Linked DNA regions of Danio rerio: region 2 is linked to region 1. A link is a contact called in public HiCAR-type data. All regions are on one chromosome and are shown on one strand. Each heading gives the region's core, a stretch centred on a gene start, on an enhancer-like site or on the middle of the called end of the contact. The rest is flanking DNA. Distances are from core to core; before and after follow the strand shown. Region 1 has its middle 68 kb from the start of fndc3ba. Region 2 overlaps fndc3ba (fibronectin type III domain containing 3Ba).

Evidence for each region. HiCAR-type assays count read pairs that join an accessible place to other places.
Region 2: a HiCAR-type map of caudal fin shows a contact between it and region 1, with 6 times the contacts expected there. The contact joins two enhancer-like sites. A contact is called at or near these places in 4 of 18 Hi-C or Micro-C datasets (caudal fin, embryo, hematopoietic stem cells and 1 more) and 3 of 4 datasets of contacts at active chromatin or transcription factors (caudal fin, embryo and gastrula embryo).

What each region holds. Positions count from the first base shown.
Region 1 is chr2:28,641,468-28,648,453 of GRCz12tu, reverse strand. No RefSeq gene overlaps it. Among named protein-coding and RNA genes, the nearest start is that of fndc3ba, 68 kb to the left of the region's middle. Within about 2 kb of position 2,918, at least 3 of the 62 cell types and tissues checked have an H3K27ac peak or open chromatin away from gene starts, as enhancers often do.
Region 2 is chr2:28,797,598-28,804,583 of GRCz12tu, reverse strand. All of the region lies in intron 5 of fndc3ba (fibronectin type III domain containing 3Ba), which reads right to left. Among named protein-coding and RNA genes, the nearest start is that of fndc3ba, 88 kb to the right of the region's middle. Within about 2 kb of position 5,578, at least 18 of the 62 cell types and tissues checked have an H3K27ac peak or open chromatin away from gene starts, as enhancers often do.

The sequences.
Region 1 (6,986 bases), core at 1,669-4,168:
CAACTCTCTGCTGTTTTATGACATGATAATTTGCTTATGTCTTGTCAGTCAAAATTAACTAAACTCGTGAATAGTAAATAGTAATTCTATATAAAAATAATAGTCCTCATTTCATTACTCGAGTCATTACATACAAAAATGTTGAACTGGTTGTCAAGCTAATTTTATTAAAATAAATGTTAAAAAAATCCTGAAAATGTTTTCTAAATTGAACAATTTTATGAATGATTTACAGACCTGTATGTGTTGTAGGTTCAGTTACAATATGTACTGCAATATTGTTTACAGTTGTGCACAGCTCTACCCAAAGGAAGTTTATGTTTGTTGTAAATAAGGGTGTATTTATTCTTTTGCACAATGCTGTAAATAAATTAAAATTGCAAAGATCATATGTAGTAAAAATGTGAAACATACATATTCAGTGTCTTGTACACAGATAACTCACTAAATGCAGTAATGTCAGACTTTACTGTGGTTTTAAAATGGCTGTGCAAATAATATATAGTGCTGTCTTGAGCATTTTCAGGAAGTGTCACCAAAATCAGAATTTTGTGCATTGAAAAACATAATAAAACATAACAAAGCCATTTGACTATCTTGTTCATAAACAATTGTGTCAGGGCTTGTCATCTTGAATACACCGACACTTTCATTGAAATGAATACTAATTTTTGAGGAATAAGCTACCAATTTTGAGTATGTGACACTTTTGCAGGTTATCAATAGATTTAGCAGTTCATACTGATTATTCTGAGAAATGCATTAGTTTTTTTCTCAGTCTGTTTAGTGCATTACTCACAACACTATTTACATTTGCACAACAGTTAATGCATTTCTCAAAACAATTAGTACAAAACTACAAAACCTAGCTGATAACCTGCAAAAGCGTGTCACTTGCTCAAAATAGATAGCTCATTCCTCAAAAGCAAGTATTCATGTCAATGAAAGTGTCAGTGTCATCAAGATGAAAAGTCCTGACACCATTGTTTCTGAATAAGATTTTGGCTTTGTCATGTTTTCATTATGTCAGTTTACTCTGTACATTTTTTCCCATGCAAAAAAAGTCAGCTTTTGGTGACACGTCCTGAAAAAGTGCTCGCTACAGCTCTATATAGTATTTGCACAGCCATTTGAAAACTACAGTAAAGTTTAACATCACTACATTTAGTGAGGTATCTGAGTACAAGACACTGAATATGTATGTTTCACATTTTTATTACACATGATCTATGCCATTTTAATTTATTTACAGCATTGTGCACAAAAATAAATACACCATTATTTACAACAAACATAAACTTCCTTTGGGTAAAGCTGTGCACAACTTTAAACAATATTGCAGTACATATTGGAACTGAACCTACAACACACACAGGTCTGTAAATCATTCATGAAATTGTATAATTTAGAAGACATTTTTAGAAAAGAAAAAAGATAAAATTTTTTAAATAAAATTAGCTTGACAGATTTTGACAACTAATTCAACATTTTGTAATGACTTGAGTAATGAAATGAGGACTGTTGATTTCATATGGAATGACTATTCAGCATTCAAAAGTTTAGTTAGTCTTGACTGACAAAACATAAGCAAATGATAATGTTATAAAACAGCAGAGAGTTGTATAAAAGCAATTGATGCACGTCCAAAAGCATTTGCAATTTGTTGGAAGGAATAAGAAACTGCTATTATTGTTTTGAGAAACGCTTCAACTGCTGTGCAAATGTAAATAGTGTTGTGAGAAACGCACCAAAGCCACCGAGAAAAAGTGTAATAAATAGAATGTTCATTTATTGCTTATTCAGTAAACACTCGTAAATAGTTTAGTTCTTTAATAACTATTTATCAGTTAAGCCTTGATTAATGGATATTAGTGGCACTATTGTAAGGTGTTTTAAAATATTCTAGTTTACTTGATTACTTATAGTTTGACTAGCTCAGAATAGTTCAATGAGTGTTTGCATAGTAATGATTCTAACTGTGTGTGACTGTTATCATAAAATTGTGTTACTGGTTTGTTGCGCAGTTTGTAAACAAAATAGTCTAACCCACCCAATGCTTAATATGTGGTTTGATGTTTCGATATATAGAGTAATAACTCTAAATTAGTTAACTATATGTTATGTGAACAAATAATGAAATTGACCAAAAAAAATAAATAAATAAAATCTTATCAGAATTGTAACATTTACTAACACATTTAAATGTTTTATCTGTACACCAGAAGTTTTGGTGTCTTGGGACCCTAGGAGGTTACAAGGGACTGCTAGGGTCTGTGGAACAGTTTTGGATGGATGGATGGATGGATGGATGGATGGATGGATGGATGGATGGACGGACGGACGGATGGATGGATGGATGGATGGATGGACGGACGGATGAATGGATGAATTGACAGACAGACAGACAGACGGACCAACAGAAAGACAGAAAGACAGACGGACAGGCAGACAGACAGACAGACAGACAAATACATTATATAGATGGTACTGACAACACAATTAGACACCTATTAGACTATAGACACCACATTAAGCCTTTCAATTTATCATTAAATATATTTATTCCTATAGACCACCTTCATCATTAATAAGTTGTACATTTTGCATTTCTCCATTACGTCTCATATAGCTGGTCAGCTTTTGCTGCAGCATTCAGTGTTTATATGGTTTCGCAGGTTTGCAGGCTTGTGCTAGTCTGTCATCACAAGAAAAATTTAGAAAATTAGATGGATCATTAAACTGTCATTCAAGAATGCAAACTATTTTAAGTCCACTTCACGTCCATGACTCATGGCATAATCATGTTGGTAGCTGAAAATACTTTTTAAATCTCAAAATCAGAGGAGCACAGCTGAGCAAACTCAATGCCCCTTGTCCTACATTTTCCTTAGCTGTCAGTGGCAGAACACTAACAATGTGGAAATGTGTGTCTGGTGCCATCAGCAGGACAGTTAGAGCAACAACAGTAGCGAGGTTTTATTGTAGCATGTTTGGATGTTTAGTGTTCATTAATTAATTCTCAATGCAAGGTGTTTTAATAATTTTACTTTTAGATTTTTATTGAAAAATTAATAAAACACCTTGAATTGAGAATTAATTAATGAACACTAAACATCCAAACATGCTACAATAATTAATTAATTAATTCTCAATGCAAGGTGTTTTAATATTTTACTTTTAGATTTTTATTGAAAAATTATTTTTAAAAAAATGTTATATATAATTTTTAAATTTTATTTTCATTCAAAACTATATACAGATGGAGTACATTTGAACCACTAACTTATCCAGCATATGTTTTATGAAGTGGATGCCCTTCCAGCTGCAACCCTTCACTGGAAAACATCCATACACTTTCTTTTACACACACATATACTCACATTACGGATAATTTAGCCTACCCAATTTACTTAGTACATGTCTTTGGATTGTGGGGGAAACCGGAGCAAGCGGAGGAAACCCATGGGAACACGGGGAGAATATACAAACTCCAGACAGAAATGCCAATTGACCAGGCCGAGGCTCAAACCAGCAACCTTCTTGCTGTGAGGCAACAGAGCTACCCACTGCGCCACCGCGCCTGAATCTTATCATATTTTTTGTAATTTACAAATTGGCAATAAGATGTAACAAAAACCTAAACTACATTAAAACTTTGTCAAAACGATTCCATTTTGATGGACAGATAACTTCAAAAAGAAAAAGTACAATAGGTAATAGATTGCAATCAACCAAACCTAATTCAGACAATTGTTAGTATGACAATATATTCACAACAATAAGTACTTTCTTGTCCACTCTTAAAGTAACACTCCAAATTTTTCGGAAATAGGCACATTCTACAAGTCAGCTAGAGGTTTTTTAGAACTGTTTTACCATTTTTTAATCCATTCAGCTGATCATTGAAAAGGATTAGACCCTTAGCATTTCGTTTAAAAATATCCCTATTCAAAGCTACATTATTCTGAAGTTACATCATGTCCTAAAACCAATAGAAAATGAGAAGTTGCTATTTACTAGGTTGAAATGGCTAGGAGGTTGGCACACCTCACAGCAAGAACATCGCTGGTTCTAGTCCAGGCTGGGCGAGCTGGCATTTGTTTGTGGAGTTTGCATGTTCTCCCCGTGTTCGCGTAGGTTTTTTTCCGGGTGCTCTGGTTTCCCCAACAGTCCAAAGGCATGCCGTATAAGTGTGCAGAATTGGGTAAAACAAAATTGGCCTTAGTTTGTATTAGTGCATGTGTGAATGCAAGAGGTGTATAGGTGTTTCCCATTACTGGGTTGTAGCTGGAAGGGCCTCCACTGCATAAAACATATGCATGAATAAATAAACACAAAACTATATTTTCATTCTGGTGTAATAATTAATGAACTTTGTTGCTGTATTTTTTCATAATAGTATTAATAATAAATTAATGATATTACGCAGTGCTGTTACCAAGTTACCTGAGATACCTAGCTGGGGACTATTTTCAGGCCTTACTATGAAGACCATGACTAAAAGCACATGTTGGTGGAAAAATACTTTTAAAAATATTTCATGTTCACTTGCAAACTGTTTCTGTCTATCTGGTGTGTTACGGGCGTAAGGGTCATAGTAGATTTAAGGCTGGTTCATCCAGTCATAAAAGTTCCAAAAAAATCTTTTTTTGAGAAAGTCAATAAAGAAATAACAGCCAAGCTGGTTGTGAGTCACCAACAGCACCGTTTCGAAGGGGGTCAGAGGTCAATGTCAAAAACGAGCACTTCTCTTGGCACACCCAGGCCTCAGCGACTGACAAGTTGGTTGAGAGTCACCAATGACACCGCTTTAGAAATGTTTGATTCATGTCAAAAATGACTGCTCCTCTGAGCACATCCAGGCCTGAGAGACTGACCGATCAAAGCCGGGCAGGCTGTGCCTTTTTGGGCTCGGATGCCGGGCCGCCCTGCCTGGAGGTCCTCACCCCCAACCACCAGTTATCGCTGACCTGCCATCAGGGTTTTGATTAAGGTGTCGTTTAGTTCTGGTTTCCAAGCTTGTAGGCCGGCCTAAGATCCTTCTTCTCCGGCCAAGGGCCGTGTCTTGGCCTGGCTTCCTCCTGCCTCCAAGCCGGGGGGGTTTCTAAGCTTGAAGGCCGGCACCAGAGGCATTGTGTTGGACTTCCGGTTAAGCAAGAAACATCTGTGCCTGTGGCTCCCTGGTCAGGGGCCGTGGCAGAGCACCAAGAAGACCATCAAACTCAGTCGTTTAGAGGAAGTTAAAGTCGTAACAAGGTTTCCAGAGGTGAACCTGCGGAAGGATTATTAACAGGGTCGAGGGGATCTCCTCCCTTATGCCTGGAGAGTGATTGAAAGCTTCCGTGCAGTCATCTCTCCAGGGCTATCCCTTACTTAAACACATTTCCCCCTTGATCATTCTGGGTGATGTCTCCTCCCGACAGCCTCCTTTAAACATTGAGTGATCAAGTAGGGTTAGAGGTGAGGCTTTTGTGACTCGTGGTTGGCGTGTAAGCTCCCTGATGGGTACCTTCCTGGTCTCATCCTCTCCCACTGCAGGGGAGGTGGGGTATTGGGTTTAATGCCCTTTCTATCCTTGTGACATGTGGAGGAACGCCCATCTTGGGGCCTCGCCAGCTCATTTGTTTTTCACAGGGCGACGCGTCAGGTGCCATGGGTGTTATCCCGACAGCTGCCCATGCGCGGAGCACACCTGCTTACCCCCTTGGCATGAGTGTTTGTCGCTGGCTAGAGAGGAGGGGTTGCCCCCCTCTCTGACAGGGGCCGGCTGCTCCTATCACTGTTGTTTACAACCTCAGATCAGACGAGACAACCCGCTGAATTTAAACATATTACTAAGCGGAGGAAAAGAAACTAACTAGGATTCCCTCAGTAGCAGTACGCGAAAAGGGAGTCTAGCGCTGAATCCTCATCCCATTTCCTCCGTCAGCAGTGTGCTTCGCGCTGTGATTACAGGCCCATGTCAGAAAAGGGAATGGGAATCCAGGGGTCTTGATGTGCAAATCGGTCGTCCGACCTGGGTATAGGGGCGAAAGACTAATCAAACCATCTAGTTACCTCAGAAGTTTCCCTCAGGATAGCTGGCACTCAGCATACAGTTTTAGTAGGTAGCAAATATTGGTAGTAGCAATAATCCAACTAGAGCTTTGAAGACCGAAGTGGTTAAGGGTTCCATGTAAACAGTCGAACATGGGTAAGCCGGGCCTATGCCATTCGGAAGGGAAGGGTGATGGCCTCTGTCACCCCTGTCTGACCGTAACAGAGTCGGGTACAGATTCCCGAGCCCAGAGCAGCAGAGTTGGTGCGGTAACACAAACAAACTGAGAGAGGGGCCCATGCCCTGGAAAACGACCCTCTACTGGCGGCGTCCTGTGAGCTCTCGTCGGCCCTTGAAAATCCGGGGGAGAAGGTGTAAGTCTTGTGTCAGGTCATATCCATATCCCCAGCATGTCTCCAAGGTGAACAGCCTGTGGAGTGTGGTAACATGGCAGTTAAGGGAAGTTGGCAAGTCAGATGTGTAACTTCAGGATAAGGATTGGCTCTAAGGGCTGAGCCGGTTAGGCTGAGGTGTGAAGCGGGCCGGGGCCCGAGCCATGACTTGGGGAGCAGCTTTTCTGCAATGACCCGGGCTCCCTGTTCCTGCGTTATCTGGAGATGCAGTAACCTTCTCCCCTGTCCTGTTCCTGTCGGACAGAGGCTTTTGCGTGTGTCATGCTGCTGAGTGCGCTAAGGGCTGCAGCGAGCGACTGTGACTGGGTGCGCCTCGTGCTAACAACCCCATTAACAAAGAACCAGCTTAAACCAATCTTCTAGAGCGAGGTCCAAAGCAGCCTCCGACAGGCATTGTACGCATCCGCACTGGGCCCAGATGATGTTGGGAAAAGGAACATTCTCAATTGGGACCCTCACTCCACTGTTCAACATGTAGTGGTTCACAGGTGTCGTACCAGTTTTTTTGTAAATAATGATTGTGTACATAATACACA
Region 2 (6,986 bases), core at 4,329-6,828, 150 kb before region 1:
CTCCTTCTGGACAAGATACATAAAGCAATAAATAAAAAAATAACCTGACAGTGGCTGGATCTGTTCTGTGAGTGTTTGTGTGTTTAGCTCAATGCGAATGAGCATGCGTGTGTGTATGTAAGGAGGTGTTAGGTAAACATTCAAAAGTGAATTTGCAGACGATCAGAAAAAAAATGTCTCCAAGAACACCCACAGAGCTGCAGATGCCAAACGGTCAGGCCAGTAACTACACCCACATGTCTGAGTGCACGTTTGTGAATGTGAGCGAAAGCTGGAGCAGCACAGAACTGCAACAGGCACTATAAAACAGCTCACATCTTCCTGCTAACATCCTGAATAAGGGCTGCAGACATAAAAACTAGGCTGCCGCTATCAAAAGGGCTGATCAGTCAGACATAAACATGTTTCACAGTCGCAAATTCTGTTAGTGAGGCCGATTTGTTTGTTTGCTTTTAGATTAAAGCCTCCTGGAATTTTTCATGCACTTCGGTCTGAAAAGAAAGGCTTCTTTTGTGAACTCATTCATCTTTATGCTTGCTTCCGCCGCCTGGTGGGGCAAGATGAAACTGCACATTCTTGATTAGTGATGGTAGTTACACTCACACAGCCTACAGGATAGAAAGGTGCTGTGAGGCCATAGAAATACCTTGAAAATAACCAAGCAACTGCTCAGTCATCCAAAAAAATTATTAGGAAAGACAAACTGAAGCTGTGGCTATACTACCAGAACTCTGTTAGGATGAACAGGCAGATGGGAAATAAAACTAAATTTGGGATTTTTGGTTTGGCAAATACACACTGCATTATGTTGTAAGGTTAAATATTAAAGCACAGCAGGATAGGAAATATTGCCAGGTGGTCAAATGAGAACAACAAAAACAACAACAAAAAATGTTCATACTCATTTCTGCAGAAAATATGTCACTAATAACGGGTTGGGGAAGGAAGGAGGGAGTGTGGGAGGAAAAGAGAGAAAGAGTTGCAGGATCCTGATCGTTCTCATCTCCGCATAGCACACATTCCATCTGCTCAACAGCTGGCTGTCTAATTCCTCTTTCACACAAACCTGAGAACCACTGACGCTACACACTGCACTCTCACACGAACACACATCTGACACAGCTGCTCACACTCAAACTGACTTGAACATCTCTCTCTCTATCTACCCGACCATCTCTCTATCTACCCGTCCGTTCGTCCGTCCGTTTGTCTATCTATCTATCTATCTATCTATCTATCTATCTATCTATCTATCTATCTATCTATCTATCTATCTATCTATCTATCTATCTATCTATCTATCTATCTATCTATCTCCGTTCATCTGTCTGTTTATAAGACATTTTCAAACTTTTGTTTAAACTAATATTTAGTTGCATAACCAATGTTTTTTTTATTTTATTTTTTTTTTCTTACTTAGATTTTTTGTCTTGTTTCTAGTCCAAATATCTAAGTTCTTAAATCAAGAAGCATTTTCTAGACAAGCAAAACATATTTTCTTGTTTTAAGAAATAATATTCCAAAATGAAGTGAGTTTTTCCTTAAAACAAGCAAAATAATCTGCCAATGGGGTAAGCAAAATAATCTTATCACAAATCAAAAACAGATTATTTTGCTTACCTCATTGGCAGATTACTTTGCTTGATTTAAGGAAAAACTCACTTCATTTTGAATTGAATTGAAATAATTTATACACTTTCAGTCATCTGAAAATGTGCAACTTTTAAAATGAGGCTTGCAACCAAACAGCCATCGCTGGGGAATGAACAATTCGTGCTAAAATGTACAAATGAGATTATAAACCATATGAATTAGCAGCTAAATCAAAAAGTTAAGAATTGCTGTAAGATTTTGAAGATATTTTAGACCTAGAATTAATAGGCCTTAGTATGAGAAACATCCCATTCCATGATTTTTCAAGCCACCCTTTAAGGGTATTTAAAAAAAATAAGGCTTGAATTTGGTACCTGGGGGTCGTCAAAGAAAAAAGCAATTTCAAAAAGAACTATTTAATTTCTCTTTGGGACAGTTAATGTATTCCACTGCTTTAACTGATTCTGCACATGGCAATATTTCAATAATGCTGCTTTGTGCGGGTATCTTGCAGACAGCTTAGCTACCGTTAAACATCTTCTGACTGTAACGCCAATTTTAGACCATCTTTGATCTTTCTGGATCTTTTCAATTTGGACTATGAACAAAAGTTGCCCATTTTCTTCTTTTTTACATTTTTTACATTTTTTTTACATTTTTTTTTTTGTTGCCATTTTAAAGCATTTGAGATCATTTTAGATGACCATCCAATAATGTGCGCCAGTTTTAAAATACAATTTCTGTTCTCCAAATAAACCTTTTAATTTAACTTACATTTTCAGAATTAAATAGCGGTTTGAAAGACCCATTTTACTTCAAAAGAAATGATTTTAACATTGTATGACACATTGCTTGCCCTCCTTATTTATAATAGTTGACAAAATTCAAGTTGATAATTGACAATAAAACAAAGTCTTGACACTGTTATTATTTTGAACAGTCATTTAAATGCACTAGCCAATTACTTAGAACAGCAGTGCTTATAATGTAAAGGTTGGGTCTGTTGTCTTCTATTACACTACTACATTAAGAAGTAAATTATTTGCAATGCTTCTGCTGGTAACAGTAGCACAGCATATGTCACTGATGTAATGACCTAACTGATTACATATTTGAAACATCAGCAGTGCACTGCCTCTTCCACTATACATCATTTAGCACCAGACTAAACTGCCTAAGCTACCTTAGAAAGGTTAAAATGAGGACATGAAGATCTTCAGTCAAAACAATGAGCACAAAAGCTCCAGATGTTAGTGTTGCTCATACCTGCTTTTTCATTTTCAACACAAAGTCTAGGCAGGCTAGATTCTGTTGATGTGTGTGTGTGTGTATCTAAATGTCTGATAAACTATGGTATGCTGTCATTTGTAGTATCACAGACTGTCAGCCCCATTAGCAGAATGGATGCTTTCCTTTCCACCCCTGCCAAGTTGGCATCAGTCTCCTGCCTTCAGTGTGTTAGCTCCATGTCTCTAGCTATCTCCAGAGGGACTCGAAGTGGCATTCGCTCACAGCAGAGATGCATAGCCTCACTACTGCCAAGGGACACAGGGACACGCCAGCGCTTCCTGGAAGGGAGCTGGAAAGAATGGAAAAAGTTGGCAGAGGCTAGAAGCGAGGGATGGAGGAGAAAGGAGAGAGGCGGAGGGAACAAGACTGCTTAGAGCTGCAGAGGGACTAAACCTTGATGAACTGCTCTGGATGCCCAATGGTGCAAATGTCCACCAGTGCCAGGAGTCTTTTCTCCCTCCTCTGTCCATCTTGTAATTTATTTGTCTCTCTGTGTTTCTGTCTGTCTAATTATTTGTGTGTCCGTCTATCCTTACCTTCATTTTCATATTTCATTTTATCCATTCATATATTCATCCATTCATATATCTTTCTATCAATCATCTTTCAAATCATCAATCAAGCAGTCCAACTTGCTACCAATCCATCCATCAATCAATCCCTCAATTCAACCATTAATCCATAGATCCATCAAATTTATCAATCCGTTCTTCTATCTATTAATCAATCTATAAATCATTTCATCAATCTAACCAAAACATCCATCAGTTTGTCGATCCATCGATCTATTAATCCCTCTAGTCATCCATCCTGTTTGCAATCATGTATGTTGTGTCTATAATGTCACTTAAGAACATGGAGTAAACATAACTGACAAAAGTCTTGTCGTCGATCCCGGTGGTAAGAGCAACAAATAATAACTAGTTGATCATTTGGAAAAGTGGCAGAAGGTAGATTTTTCTAGTGAATCATCAGTTGAACTGCATCCCAATCATCACAAATACAGCAGAAGACCTGTTGGAGCCAGCATGGATTCAAGATTCTCACACAAAAAAAAAAATCAGTCAAGTTTGATAAAGGAAAATCAAGATTTTGGGGTTACATTCAGTAAGGGGACATGCGAGAGATCTGCAGAGTGGATGGCAACGTCAACAGCCTGAGCTGTCAAGACATTAGATTACAAAGCCACAGGAGAGGGCTAATTCTTCAGCAGGATAGTGCTCAGTCTCATTCTTCAGCCTCCACATCAAAGTTTCTGAAAGCAAAGAACGTCAAGGTGCTACAGGATTGGTCATCCCAGTCACCAAACATGAACATTATTGGGCATGTCTTGTGTAAGATGGAGGACGCATTGAAGATAAATCCAAAGAATCTTGATGAACTCTGGGAGTCCTGCAAGAATGTTTTCTTTGCCATTCCAGATGACTTTATTAATGAGTTATTTGAGTCATTGCAGCATGTATGGATGCTGTCCTCTAAGCTCATGGGAGTCATACACAATATTCATTATTTTTCTACTGAACCATGACTTTATATTCTATACTGTACATTTTTTCTGTTAGGTGACAAGACTTTTGTCTAAGCAAAGTCAGACGTTACTGTCCTAATTAAATAATTAAAAATCAAGGCATGATCATGTTTTATTTTGGTAAAATAAGCATAATCTAAAGGTATTTGCCTTTCAAATAAGCCACTTCTGATACCATGATGATCAACTAGAAATCAAGTCATTATTTGTTCGTCCTAAAACTTCCTAAAACCAGGCACAAGCACATCTATGTGAGGGTTGTCTCCACGTGTACATTTAGCAGACAACAGTACTAATAACAAGACAAACATTTTCACTGAAACAGTCAGTTTGTCCATTGTGTTACTGTAAGAACTGAAAGAGGGATTTCCCAGAAAAACACACAAATGTTGATTTTGGCTCACGTCTCATCAATTTCTATAGCAACTTCATGAAAAGCCAGACGTGCAAGAATCTCCTGATGGGTGAGAGTTCTGGCATACCAACTGCAAATGAATAAGCACCGGGCAGATAATTGAAAGGTCATATTTAATTAGGGGGGAAAGCTGGCATCCGGTTACCAGGTTTATCTGCCCTCGACCTTCTCATGTGATTCGGTTTCCTCAAGTTGCGTCACCTACTATAGCTCCATCGCTTGCCGTTATCGAAGTGACCTCAGGGAATAACCTTTTACGGTGACTCATATGTTGTGAGAGAGTGAATGTGGGAAACTGTTAACATTGTGGCAAAGACACAAAGCCAAGATTAAGGAACATCTGCTGCTTCTGGTCGGTAATGACGGAGTGAAAGCTCGTGGCTGGAGGAAATGCACAGCGCCAAAGAGAAGCAGAAGTGAACATCTGTTTCTGCTTGAGTCCATGCAACCACACGGAGAGACGGAGATACAAAGGAGTTAAGGTTAAAGTGCTGCAAGTCTAAGACCTTGAGAAGGTTAATCTAGTGGCCAGTCTTCCTCAGCACACAGGCTTGACCCCAGCCTAATCTAGTTAATGAGGACGGAGCAGTAGAAAGCACACACATCCTTGCAGCTTAGGAACCAAGGAGATCAAGGGCCCCTGGATCTGGTTTCCTGCCTTATGTAATAAAGCCTTATGAGCTGAGGTGAGTATGTTTGTTCCTATTGGGCAATCTGAGGAAAGATCGTCCATGAGAGGTGCTGAGAGAGGACAATTTGAGTTGTTTTAACAGCCCCAGTCCTGTCTGGTAGCCAGCCCTGGATCTTCAAGCTGCTATGCCAGCAACAAAATATTTTCGACAGCTGGAATGTCTGCCCTTTTGTTGTCTGTCTCTCTTTCTCATTCCTGTCTTTTTTCTAGTCTTTTTAAAGCCTTGAGAGCTAAATCATACTACTGTGGCTTTCTCTATAAAGAAAAAAAACTTGACCTGATCTCCGGCGTGACCTGGTGAACCAAGTAGTCTACAAATGCGGTCATGATGATTTATGCCTAGGAGGCAAGCTGCAGTGAGGCCCAGATGGTCACAGCTCTCAGTAAGTGACGTGAGCAAGAACCCTCAAGTTTGTTTTTTCTCTTTCATCAACTGTTTAGTTGACTCCACTGATGAGAGAAGTACGCTGTGGTCTCGTAGAATTGACCCCAGCGGCCTGCCTATGGTGACCCTAAAGACACTAATTTTCTTGGCCTAGACTGAGTACATTTACATGTTAGATTGTACACTCTATAGTGCTGCATGATTGATCATATCGCAATCGCGATGTCAGCCTATGCGATTACATTACAGCAAAACTTGAGATTATATTAAATAAACAAAAGCGAAAGCAGCGCGTGCGCAGCGCGTATGGAGAGCAGAAGAAGCACGCAGGCGTTTGCATTTCACACTAGCTGCGTCTGCAGCGCGCAGCTCTTCAGCAGCTGCTGCAGAGATCAATCTATCTGTCTATTCTATGTAGTTGAGCTCTCAGTAAGGGACTGTCGGAAAAGTGCTTTTTTTTTTTTTTTTTTTTTTTGCTCCACTCAGATTCGGGTGTGTGTTTAAACAGACAATACACTTAAAAATATGTAAACATGTCTGTCCTGCGTGTTTTAATTTAAACAACTATTTTTTTCTTAAACAGTTACTAAAGTATTCGAATGCTTCATTATAGATCTGTGCATTCTCACATGAACACCTTTGTTATCAAACAAAATAATGAGATTCATTTCCTGCTCTTCACTAAATAACTATAGTAACTATAATCAATATGCAAATACAATCAAATATTTTATAGCTTTATTTCATTTCTGTATAGGCCATTGATTTTAACAAGCTAAACCTTTTATTTTATTGTCAATATTTTCTAATGTTTGCTATGTATTCTATCATTTGAAGCTATTTGTTGTCCCATATTTTTTACATCCCAACGTTGACAGATTGCTAATCAATAAATAGCTATAGTGCTATCTGTTAGTTTTAACGTCAGCTAATGTTATGGAAGGGCATAGACGTTATGGAAAATAGTAATAGTGATGTAAATACCCCCATCATTCCTTCCTCAAGCAAATGTGTAAATATTAGATCTATTCAGCTATAACGTTAATTGCATTGGCATATTTATCTGACGTTTTTCCAGCTTGTA